Regions from separate parts of the Lactuca sativa genome. Here region 1 is linked to region 2. The links are chromatin contacts, called in public Hi-C maps. All regions are on one chromosome and are shown on one strand. The core of a region is the stretch at or near the end of the contact, and the rest is flanking DNA. Distances in the headings are between cores, read along the strand shown. Region 1 holds the start of LOC111899622 (phosphatidate cytidylyltransferase 1). Region 2 holds the start of LOC111899609 (65-kDa microtubule-associated protein 1).

What was found. Hi-C and Micro-C count contacts between places; a contact is called where the count stands out from the background.
Region 1: a contact with region 2 is called in a Hi-C map of seed, with 5 times the contacts expected there. The contact joins the promoter of LOC111899622 here to the promoter of LOC111899609 in region 2. A contact is called at or near these places in 2 of 4 Hi-C or Micro-C datasets (leaf and seed).

What each region holds. Positions count from the first base shown.
Region 1 is chr5:6,411,500-6,417,338 of Lsat_Salinas_v11, forward strand. It overlaps LOC111899622 (phosphatidate cytidylyltransferase 1), which reads left to right and starts at 1,560. Exons shown (of 11, transcript XM_023895463.3): 1 at 1,560-1,646; 2 at 1,769-2,022; 3 at 2,146-2,297; 4 at 2,394-2,535; 5 at 2,673-2,829; 6 at 2,975-3,022; 7 at 3,093-3,175; 8 at 3,325-3,457; 9 at 3,532-3,588; 10 at 3,710-3,793; 11 at 3,883-4,151. The coding sequence starts at 1,560. The coding sequence ends at 3,969.
Region 2 is chr5:6,263,763-6,269,202 of Lsat_Salinas_v11, forward strand. LOC111899609 (65-kDa microtubule-associated protein 1) reads right to left here and starts at 1,554. Exons shown (of 10, transcript XM_023895444.3): 1 at 1,397-1,554; 2 at 223-319; 3 at 1-36. The coding sequence starts at 294.

The sequences.
Region 1 (5,839 bases), core at 310-2,809, 150 kb after region 2:
AATGCTTGAAAGATAAGTAACAATTCATTAACGTGAACGGCCTATAAAGCCAAGGGCAGAGCTACCTATGGGCCAGGGTAGGCCCAGGTTCACCCTCAAAAATCTCAAAAAATCTTTTTTTCTTTTTTTGCTTTTATATATATATATATATATATATATATATATATATATATATATATATATATATATATATATATATCCAATTAATTTATAAGGACCTCTCTGAAAATAAATTATGGCTTCGTCCTTATATAAAACGGTCTTAAAAAAACTCAAAAACATACATTTTTAAAGAGTCAATAACATGTCACAAATCTTATCATCACAAACAAAAACTTACCATATAAAAAATAAAAAAAATAAAAATAAATAAATAAATAAATAAATAAAAGGTTTGGTTCATGACTTCGGTTATGGTGTACCAAAGACTTGATCTAGTAGTCAAATAAATGTTTCATGACATCGGGAAAAAAAATTGTTCCGTTTCATTTTTATTATTTTCAAGGGACCAAACTGCTCGTGATCTCAAAGTGAAGGGACAAAATTTGTAATTTACCCAAACAAAAACACACGACCTTAAACAAAAGAATATGTTGTTTTGAATCATTTCAACGCCTTCCAGCAGGGAATGAAGCGGGGAGGGTTGATTCGCATGCTCGTCACCTTCAATTCGTTCTTCAAAGAGAATTTAATTACCAATGCCTTTTCGGTGATCAGATATTCCGATATCCATGAACCAAGAGGAATCTATACCTACAGATATTCATCATATCATTACTAGAAATCTAGAAATCAAATTAATGCACGTAAGATCTCTCTCTCTCTCTCTCTCATTGATAAGTTTTATATCGGATTCTTGTTTTCCCTCAATTGCATGCTTATGTACTGCCATTCATCTCGTTTTCTTATGAATTTGAAGCAATTCTGAATCGGCAATATCACTTTTTATTTAAAAATTCGAGTTAGATCAACAAACGAATTCAAATTTGCATGATGGATCACGATTCACGGGTTATATATTATCCAACGTACCTGAATTCATTGTGTGAGGTTGATGGCATCCAATCGGTGGATTATGTCCGATAATCAAAAACATCAATAAATGCCTCGCTCCAGGACCTGGATTTGAAATCCATGATCATCGTCTTTGCTAAATATGTACGTCAGAACATTCTAGAAGCAAGTTAGCTAGGTGATCCTTTCGGCATTAAGCCATTAATTAATGGTGTAGGGGGGAGAAAGTCTTTTAACTTAGATTCTCACTCTAAAAAAAATTCTATTTGCTGCTCCTTCTCACTAATGAAAACTACTAGGAATTCCATTTTGTGATGTTTGATCATATTTGCAACATTTCCTTTTGACAAATTTTAAACTAAAAGTTACACCTTAATTTGTTAAACACTTCAATCCAATTCCTTGATAAGACATCGTGTTGATTTTACTTGCCTTTATATGTAGCATGTTTGAACATCCTTAATGAATCTTAATAACATAACATTTTTCTTGTACGCTTGCTTGGCTTCTTTAGGTGCACATAGATTTTATTCCAGCCTTCCAAAATGAATTTTAGAATAATGGAGAGAGATCTTCAAAGCCCTAGATCAGCTTCAAATGCCCGAGCTCGGAATAGGAGAAAATCAACTGAGGTTGGTAGGATGTCCAAGTCTAGTACCTCAATTCTTATAAAGATCCTAATTTGGTTACAAACTTTTACCTTATTTACTAACCCGGATGCAATTAATGATAGAATGTTTCCGTATTTTTATAGGCTTTTCCAGATGTCATGAAGGTAAATGGAAGTGATTTGCTCGTGAATGACCAAAACAAATACAGATCAATGTGGATCCGAACATATTCTTCGGTGTGGATGCTTGTGGGCTTCATATTGGTTGTGTATTTAGGTCATCTTTATCTCTGGGGCATGATTGTTGTCATACAAATCTTAATGGCAAGTGAGCTCTTCAATTTACTTAGAAGAGCTCATGAAGATAGGCGTCTTCCAGGCTTCAGACTTCTCAACTGGTAAGAACCCGTTTTGTTTGTTTACAACTGATCTCCTTAATTATATATTAATTGTTGCAATATTGATGATAACATATATATGTATATTATGAGTAACGAGTAAATGGAAACATGGTTTTACAGGCATTTCTTCTTCACTGCAATGTTGTTCGTGTATGGTCGCATTCTCAGCCAACAGATAATGCATGCTGTAACTCCTGAAAAATTCTTCTACAATCTTGCAACCAGTTTTATGAAGTATCAGATGGTTATCTGTTATTTCTTGTACATCACAGGTGCATTTTATGTCTTTTCCTTAAGTTGTTTTTGATAACATATAAATCAGAATTATTCTTGGAAGCTTTTTCTTACAAAGGTCCTATTTGATACAGGGTTCATGTGGTTCATTCTTACACTAAAGGCGAAGATGTACAAATATCAGTTTAGTCAGTATGCATGGACACACATGATATTGATAGTAGTATTCACACAATCGTCCTTCACTGCTGCAAATATCTTTGAAGGGATATTCTGGTAGTCCCAGTTCCCCCAAATCATTCTCATTCATTTATTATGATTATATTGTAGTATTATATGAGTATTGTTCAAGAGGCAATGTCACAATGATTTATCATCTCTTGAAGTCATCAAAATTTTATTAAATGTTGAAGGTTTCTCCTGCCAGCATCACTTATTGCAATTAATGATGTCGCTGCATATTTCTTTGGTTTTTTCTTTGGGAAGACGCCCCTTATCAAGCTTTCTCCAAAGAAGACATGGGAGGGCTTTTTAGGAGCATCAGTCACAACAGTTATTTCAGCATTTATGGTTAGCTTATTTTCAAAGCTAAAAGAATATTTCCCGGTTTATTTTTGTTTTATCACTAGTTAAGAAAGAAGTGCACTTCAAGGGGTCTGAAGTCATTACTCTAATCTTCTAATTAAACATATTAACTAATCTTTTATATATGTAGCTTGCAAACGTTTTGGGTCGCTTCCAGTGGTTTACATGCCCAAGAAGGGTATGTTCAAATACCTCATTTTTCCACAATTAACCAGAAAATGTAATTTTACAAAGAGTCTTCTATGTAGGATTTATCCACAAGTTGGCTGCAATGTGATCCTGGTCCTATCTTTACACCAGAAATATTTGAGTTACCCAGTGGGGTAAGTCAATTTTTAGCATGCACCTGAAAGTATAAGGGTTCTTTTTTTCATTAAGTCGCAGCAATGTATAGATAGCTGTCCAGATTAAGTTGTTAACTCATTAGGCCCATTAAGAGCAAGAAACAACACCTAACTTGTTGTAAAACATTGCACGCACGCAGTTGCCATGGAAAGAGATATCAGTTTTACCAGTGCAGTGGCACGCTTTATGCCTTGGTTTGTTTGCATCGGTTATTGCACCATTTGGAGGGTTTTTCGCAAGTGGGTTTAAGAGGGCCTTTAATATCAAGGTGTGTCATGATTGTTATGCTTAAAACCACAACTTTTGCATCTATTAATTATTAACATGTTTTCAACTTTCTAGGATTTCGGTGGCAGTATTCCAGGACATGGTGGCTTTACTGATAGAATGGATTGTCAGGTAATTAGCATTTCTCGATTGATTGATGTCCTTCAATATGTTTTTCAAACATACAAGCTAATCAAATCATAAATTTATCATTAAATGTTGTTCTTGTGTGTGTGTTTTGTAATGGTTGCAGATGGTTATGGCTGTTTTTGCTTACATCTACCATCAGTCTTTTGTTATCCCACAATATTATCCAGTCGAGATCCTATTGGAACAGGTAGGTATATGAGATAATCTATCTTTAATGTGGATTTCTATTATCGTTAATATGATATCTTATCATCTTTTTTATTTTTTCTGGAATAGATATTAGGAAGCCTTAATTTTGAGGAGCAGGTGTTACTACTCACGAAACTGAAGGAAATAATAGACGCGAGACAAATCCAGAATTGATTTGATTTGGTTTGTTCTTCATTTACACACCACAGAAAGTGATACTGGTGACACTGAATACGTCCATACATACTTGTAGTATTATATTCATTCATTCTTTAGAGATTTTTTATTCTGTTTTGATTGTATGTACCTCCTGAATCACGATGTAATTTAGGATGAAAACAACTGTAATTGCTGTTAGATGCCAACTTGATTCATGTCTATATATCTCAAACAACTGCATTAGCTGATACTATTGATTGTTCTGAAATTAATTATTTTGTTTTTGTTATATATAAGTTAACCACTAGCCAAAATTAGATTTAACTGCAAAATAAAGTTTAAAATCCACATTACATTTAAAAATAGATTTGGGGGTTTTCTTGAATTTTTAAAACCAACATCGAAACACAAACACCCCAATAAGACATAAGTTGGGTATGTTCCAAAAAATGTTTATGCCCTAAATGATCGCCATCCTTATTTCAATATGAAAGTAACTACACATCTTGTTAATAGCAAGTCTTGAACCATGATCATTGATTTAACAATTCCATACATGGTAGGAATATGATCTACACACATAGATACAAATTTAAAATGCAAGGAAATAATGAAATACAAGAATTTACATTGTGCACGTGCTTAGCGTAAACGTGCTACATCATCCACAACTGAACTACAATGATTTCATATTGGTTTTAAAATACAGTTTAGAAGTATGTAGAGAGAAATCGGGCCTAAAATAGCATTCAAAAATCATCAAATGCAACAATCTTCTACCGAAGAACAACTGATAAGCATGTAACTCTCGTAAACCTAAAACCGTGTAAGCTACTATACCTCTAGTCTGATGCCTATTCATCAATCATGATCTAAAGGCCTATCAAAAGGTTTCTATTGTCATCACTTAGTAAACAAATCTGGGGGATTCTTGTACAAAGGACATTTATGAGTGACTACCTGCCATCACTTATCATTAAGCCGATGAATTGATATCTCATTCGCATGTGCTTCGTTCTACTATGATATATTGGACTCTTTCAAAGATAAACTTCATTTTGGTTATTTTTTTACTTCATTCCAAACTCTCATAAGAAGTTTTACAACCATATTATAAGCTCTTTATTTACATATGCAATAGCCATGTGTTTTGCTTTTGTGATTGAGTTTTTTTTTTCTAGAAGTCTAGGCATCCAACTAGCCGTAGTTTCCTCTGAGTGTGAACATATAGCCTTGTAGTGCTAATACCCGAATCTAAACATTTACCCAAATTTGCATCTACGAAGCCTTTTAGAATAACTCACTTCCAAAACTACGACAACATCATAGGTGATCATGTCCCTTGGCAATCATCAGATTCCACAACACACCACAAATGTTGGACCAAATCCAGTGATAATTTTGGACTATGTTCCAAAATTAAACGTTGGTAAACTTGTATGATTTTAGTCAATTTGCATGAAATTTGGTTTAGTCTCAAGGTGGAGTATGTTAATGATGTTGTTTTCATGCACTTTCCAGACAATTGTTGCATTTGAGCTGCACAGTTTTTGCATTACTTTCCTTTTATATGCAACTTTTACTCCATAGTTGTTACTTGATTGTATAAATTCCGAGTTTATATTTAAATAATGCTTTAGTAGTAGATAATTAGGACTCTCATTTGTTTAGGAGAGTTTTCTATTTAAGTGTTATCAGGAAACTTTGTATGACCATTATATAAAAGCCCATTAGTCTCTTGGTTAATGTTTTCTTCTTCTTTCACGCAACAGAAGCTTCTTGTACCTTCCTTGTATTGAAGGTTTATAGTAATAAGAAGTATCGGTTGTGGTTTTCCTGTTTCGGGTTTCAAGTCATACTTTTGGTGTTTTGTGGTTGTTCACAC
Region 2 (5,440 bases), core at 304-2,803:
TTCCTCGTCGCTTTCACCAACCTCATCCCAAATTTTCTGCATTAATATAGAAATTATCACTCAATAGTCAGTTTAGTGCCCACAAAAAGTTAACCTTCCCATAAACATTATTAGTCACTTCATTCTAGCTGAGATTATGTGAGTGAAACTGTGAAAGTGAAAAAAAAAACAAATTTCTTTAACAACAAAAATGGAAAACGAGCATGTGAAATCATATTTCACCTGCAACTGATGCAGTAACGAACCGCAGGTTGTATCACCAAGAAGAGGATTTTGAACATCCACCTCTGCCATTTCGTATCACCCCAATCTACCTAGCCTGCATCAACAGTTAGCAATCAAACGTTGTATGAAATGCCAATGTGAAAAATGGCAAACTTATTAGCTGCAATTTGCTAAAACATGGTTGGGATACTTAAACGGGTCAACTATTGTTGATAGAATAAAAAGTAGGAGAAACATAAATGTTCAGTTAGAGAGATTCCCAACAGAATCATCACCAACCACTTTACATAAGAGTGGCTGACTAGAAGTCTGCATGGTATTCATTCTGGATTGTTGCATACTCTAATTATATGGATAAGCCAACATAAGTTCTATTGTAGGAATTTGGGATATGGTAAATCTATTGGACATTTGTGTAGAACACACTAGATACACAAGTGCAGCATAATCTGCAAAACGAATAATATGCATATGCAGGATGCAGCATATCTACTAATCCATCATGATTTGCATTGTTCAATCTATAACTACAGTAACTACAATTGGTCACAAAAGGAACTCTATTTTCAAAACACTCACAATTTGAAGGACATCAATTTGCGTATATTAAAAAATTGTTAAAATACTGTATTTACGGAGAAAATATGATACGAAATAAAAAGGTTGATTTCCACTCAAACTTACCTCCACTACACAAAAAACGAAAAATCGTTTAAAAAAAAAAAAAAAAAAACGTAACTCACTTAGCAATTTCGTCTTCCTAAAACTTCGATAATACACAAATGTACGTACCCGAATCTATATATGACACTGCATATACAGAGAAAAAAAATGATAATATATCAAAAAGTTCATTTCCACTCAAACCTATCTTCAATACACAAAAACTAAACAATCGTCCAAGAATTAAGATCTAATATCATCAAAAAACACATACTCTAATTAAACCAATTGACCTCTCTAAAACCTCAATAATGCACAAATGTACCCCAATCTATGACCAAGGAACAGTTAATTTCAAAATTCAACTATTTGCGAACTTCGAAAGTCATAGATCTCGAGCAAGCGTCGACTTCAGGTCCATACAGGAGCTAACAGTGTACTCATGTATCAAAAGCGTACGAAAAGCAAGTACATTTATAATAACGATGAAGCAGGAAATATTACTTACAAATATTGTACCCTGGATTAGGTTTTCGCGAAGCTTTTGTGGTCACAGATCTGAGCGTTCTTCTGGGCTAGATGTTTCCTGTTGTCGAGAAGAAGACGAAGAGAGAGCAAAAAGGGGAGGAGTGAGAAACAGATGTGACGATGTCCTGAATATTTTTGATATATGTGCACCCGTGATTTCTGGATTATTTACGAAAATGACATTAAATTATTTTGCCCTTGGATGGTTTGACCCAAGGAAGAGACCTTTTGACTTTAAATATTTATTGACTGGACCCTATTATATTTGAAGAAATAAGTGTTTGTTATCGGCTTATCGCACACAAAATAAAAATTATATATATATATATATATATATATATATATATATATATATATATATATATATATATATATATATATATATATATATATATATATACACTACAACTAAAGTGGCTAATACTAAACTTTCAAAGTAAGGTGTTTTAAGAGATAGAGGCAATGTTCTAAATAACGTAAGGCGTGACTTGGCGGCAATGTCAAGCTTCAAGCTTTTCCGAGCCTTGGCGAGTCACGACGTTTGTAAGGCGTGACTTAAGCCGGAAATTTTCTATATAATTAATACTTTTATATGTATTTTCAACTATTATTCATTTTTATACACATATATGAGTTAAGGCGGCGTTTTGGCAAAGCTTGGCGGCAGGTGTAAGCCTTGGAGTCGTGGCGCGCCATGGCGGAGTCGTGGCGCGCCATGGCGGAGCCATGACGAGCTTTTTAGAACCTTGGATAGAGGTAAAAATAGTTATTTTTCTTATTTTTTTTTTTCTAAATAACTAAAAATTTAAGATTTTTTCAGTTTTAACTAATGAAATTACAGGTGAGAGCTAGGCGTCAACGTTTTCATTACCTTGACTGCGATTTTAATTCATGTATAAAAAATGGTAATTTTATCACATATTACATACAAACATTTGCGATTTTCTCTCTACTTATCTACGATACATGTGTTCTTCGGTTTTTTTTTTTTTTTTTTTGCATGGTCATCTACGAACTTACAAATTTTTAATATACAATTTGTGCATTAAAATCATAAACATTCGCATCTGTGAATTTCTCTTTCAATTTTTCCAAAATTGGATTTTAATGTCATAATAACATGAACTGCTAATCATTCACTTTGATGTATATAACCAAGGTGAGTTCATTATGTAAACAAAACTAGACTTTGAAATGATGTTTTGTGAAGAGTCCTAATGTACTAACATTAAAAATTAGCTATTTCACATGTTATATATATTGCCATTTTTTGTTATTTTAGTGTATGAGATGAGATGGTAATCAACTTAAAATACGGATGAGCTTATGTGTGTTCAAATTGTTTTCCAGTCAAGTATTCAAATTAACACTATTTATTTTGAAAGAAAAAAAAAATGCAAATACGATTTATTAGCATGTTACCTCTAAGATCCAATTAGATAATCCTAACAAATGTCTTAGTGACAAACATTGTTACGACCAATTCATTTAAGTATTAACTATTTTTAAATTTTAATATTTCGGAACCGGTTCTGATGGTTACCCGGCGGGTAACGGTTCCTAAAAAATAAAAATCATAATTGGAACTAGTCCTTGGCGGTTCCAACTTTTAGTAACCAGAATCGAAACCCGTGACCTCGATTTTCGGTTCCAGAACTGACAGTCCCGAAGCGATTTTGGTTCCAAAAGCGGGTACCCACTATCTATGCTCACCCCTAACTTGAAATTAGGGGTGTTCATGGATGGTCAACCAAACCGAAAACATATTTCGGAAGGTTAACCAAGACTATCGGTTTGTCAATTTCTTGAACCTAAACCTAAAAAAAAAAAATCAGGTTAATCAGCATTCGGTTAACCGATTTTTTCGGTTCGGTTATCTGGTTAACCAATTAATCTCTACTAACTAACAAAAATATGTTAAGATTATCAAACCCCATAAGAAATTTCCTAAAAAGGAATGACTTGCAATGAATAATCCATATATTTTGTTTAATTATATTGTTGTTTCTATTAATAAAGAGATTTGAATGAATTATCAAATATCCGTGGAATATGAAAAATGATATCAACTAATAAAAAAAATATATTTTTAATTAATAGATAAAAGATAGTCAAATATTTAGTTATTTATGTGAAATGGTGATGAAATGTAAATTATGTATATTTATAACAAATGTTAATGATCGACAATTATTTGTTTAATGGAAAATATAAATAATATGACAATTATTCATTGTAATTGAAAATTATACGAAATAATTTGATATTAACTTAAACGTCTAAACATAAATAATATTTAAAAAAAATAGAAAATAATTTTGGTTTTTCGGTTAACCATCCGCAGCAAAACGCATGAATCGTAACCGAACCGAAAAACCGAAGATTTTGTCTGTTCGGTTAACCAAACCGAAAAATTCAAAAATATCGGTTCGGTTAACTTGAAAACCAGTACAATTTTTAGGTTTTTATGTTCAGATTTTCGATTTTCAAATATTTTGGACACTCGTACTTGAAATATGTATCCTTTATACGATTATGAGATAATGCAAGTGGTATCAACATGGATTCTAATCGTTTATTTTTAATATTCATCATATATTGTTTTGTTTAAATAAAATAAATAAATCATCATATTTGTAATGCCCCATCTCTGGTATGTTGTTCCCGTGGCATTTATTTAGAAGTTTTATTGAGGGACTCGGCGAGTCCATAGCCTGGCTCGTCGAGTAGGGTCGAGTTTTCGTGCACGTGTTAGTCGGCGACTCGACGAGTCCATATTCGGGACTCGGCGAGTCTGCCTGCCAGGAAGAAACCCTAAATCCCCGGGTTGCTCACTATTTAAACAATGTTATGTGCCCCAAACTCGCCTCCTTCGCCCTCAGAGAGCTGTGAGAAACCCTAATCCATCCCTTGTTTGATCTAAGTGTTTTTGTGTGGATTCTTGAAGGCTTGAAGAAGAAGAAGAAAGGAACAAGAAGAAGTGGTGTAGAGCAAAGATCCAAGGTCAAAATCAGAGTTCTTTGAGGTATTTCTCGGAATCCTCCTGTTTTATGCTTAAAACCTCCATTAGATCATTTCTAGGGCTAGTTTGATGCATTTTCCAACCATATAGTTGTATGGATGCCTTAATAGGTCGAGATATCCGTAGATGTGTTCATTTAGGAGTTGTAGAGCCCGGATCTATTGCCTTTTTGGAAGTTGCTTTGCATGAGAACCCTAGATCTAGCCTATCATGCTTTTTGAGCCTTATTATCTCCATAGATGCTTATGGGCACGTAAAGATAGAATCTTTACGTGTTAATCGAACTAAGGAAGCCCAGATCTATAAGTTTTAGACGCTGGATTCAAGCAGAATCGAGTTTAGAGTAGCTGCATGGATGTGACTCGGCGAGTCAAGTCGCGAGTCCCGGTTTTTCCCCCTTTTTAGTGATGTCGAGTGGGATCCTGTGAGTAGTAGAGTGGACTTAGTGAGTTGGAGGGCAGGCTCAGTAATGGAGGGACTCGACGAGTTGTTCATACAACTCGGCGAGTTCAAGGCAATCTTCATAGCTCAAGAACAACTCGTCGAGTTGTTCATATGACTCGGCGAGTCGGATGCAGATTGTTTGAGTTCTTGAATCGAGAGGGTACTCGTCGAGTCGACGCCATACTCGACGAGTAGCCACGAGTAGGGTTGAGAAGTGAGACTAGAGACTCGGCGAGTTGGCGGTCCAACTCGGCGAGTCAGGTCAACTGTAGGTTGACTTTGACCGGGAGAGTTGACTTTAACCTAGGGTAAAAGAGTCATTTTACCCCAGTGCAGTGATTAGCTTTTGATTGAGTGTGTTTATGGATTTGTAGCCGGGGAGATACCGGAGCAGCAGCAGTTAGCTTCCAGAGCCATACACACAGCAGCCAGTTCACGAGGTGAGTTTCCTTCCAGTAGGAACGGGTCTACGGCCACAATGCCGGCCCATTTAGTTAGTAGTAGTTCCGGACTTTAGTCCGAAGCAGTAGTTCAGTATGCTTGATGTCTATGTGATTC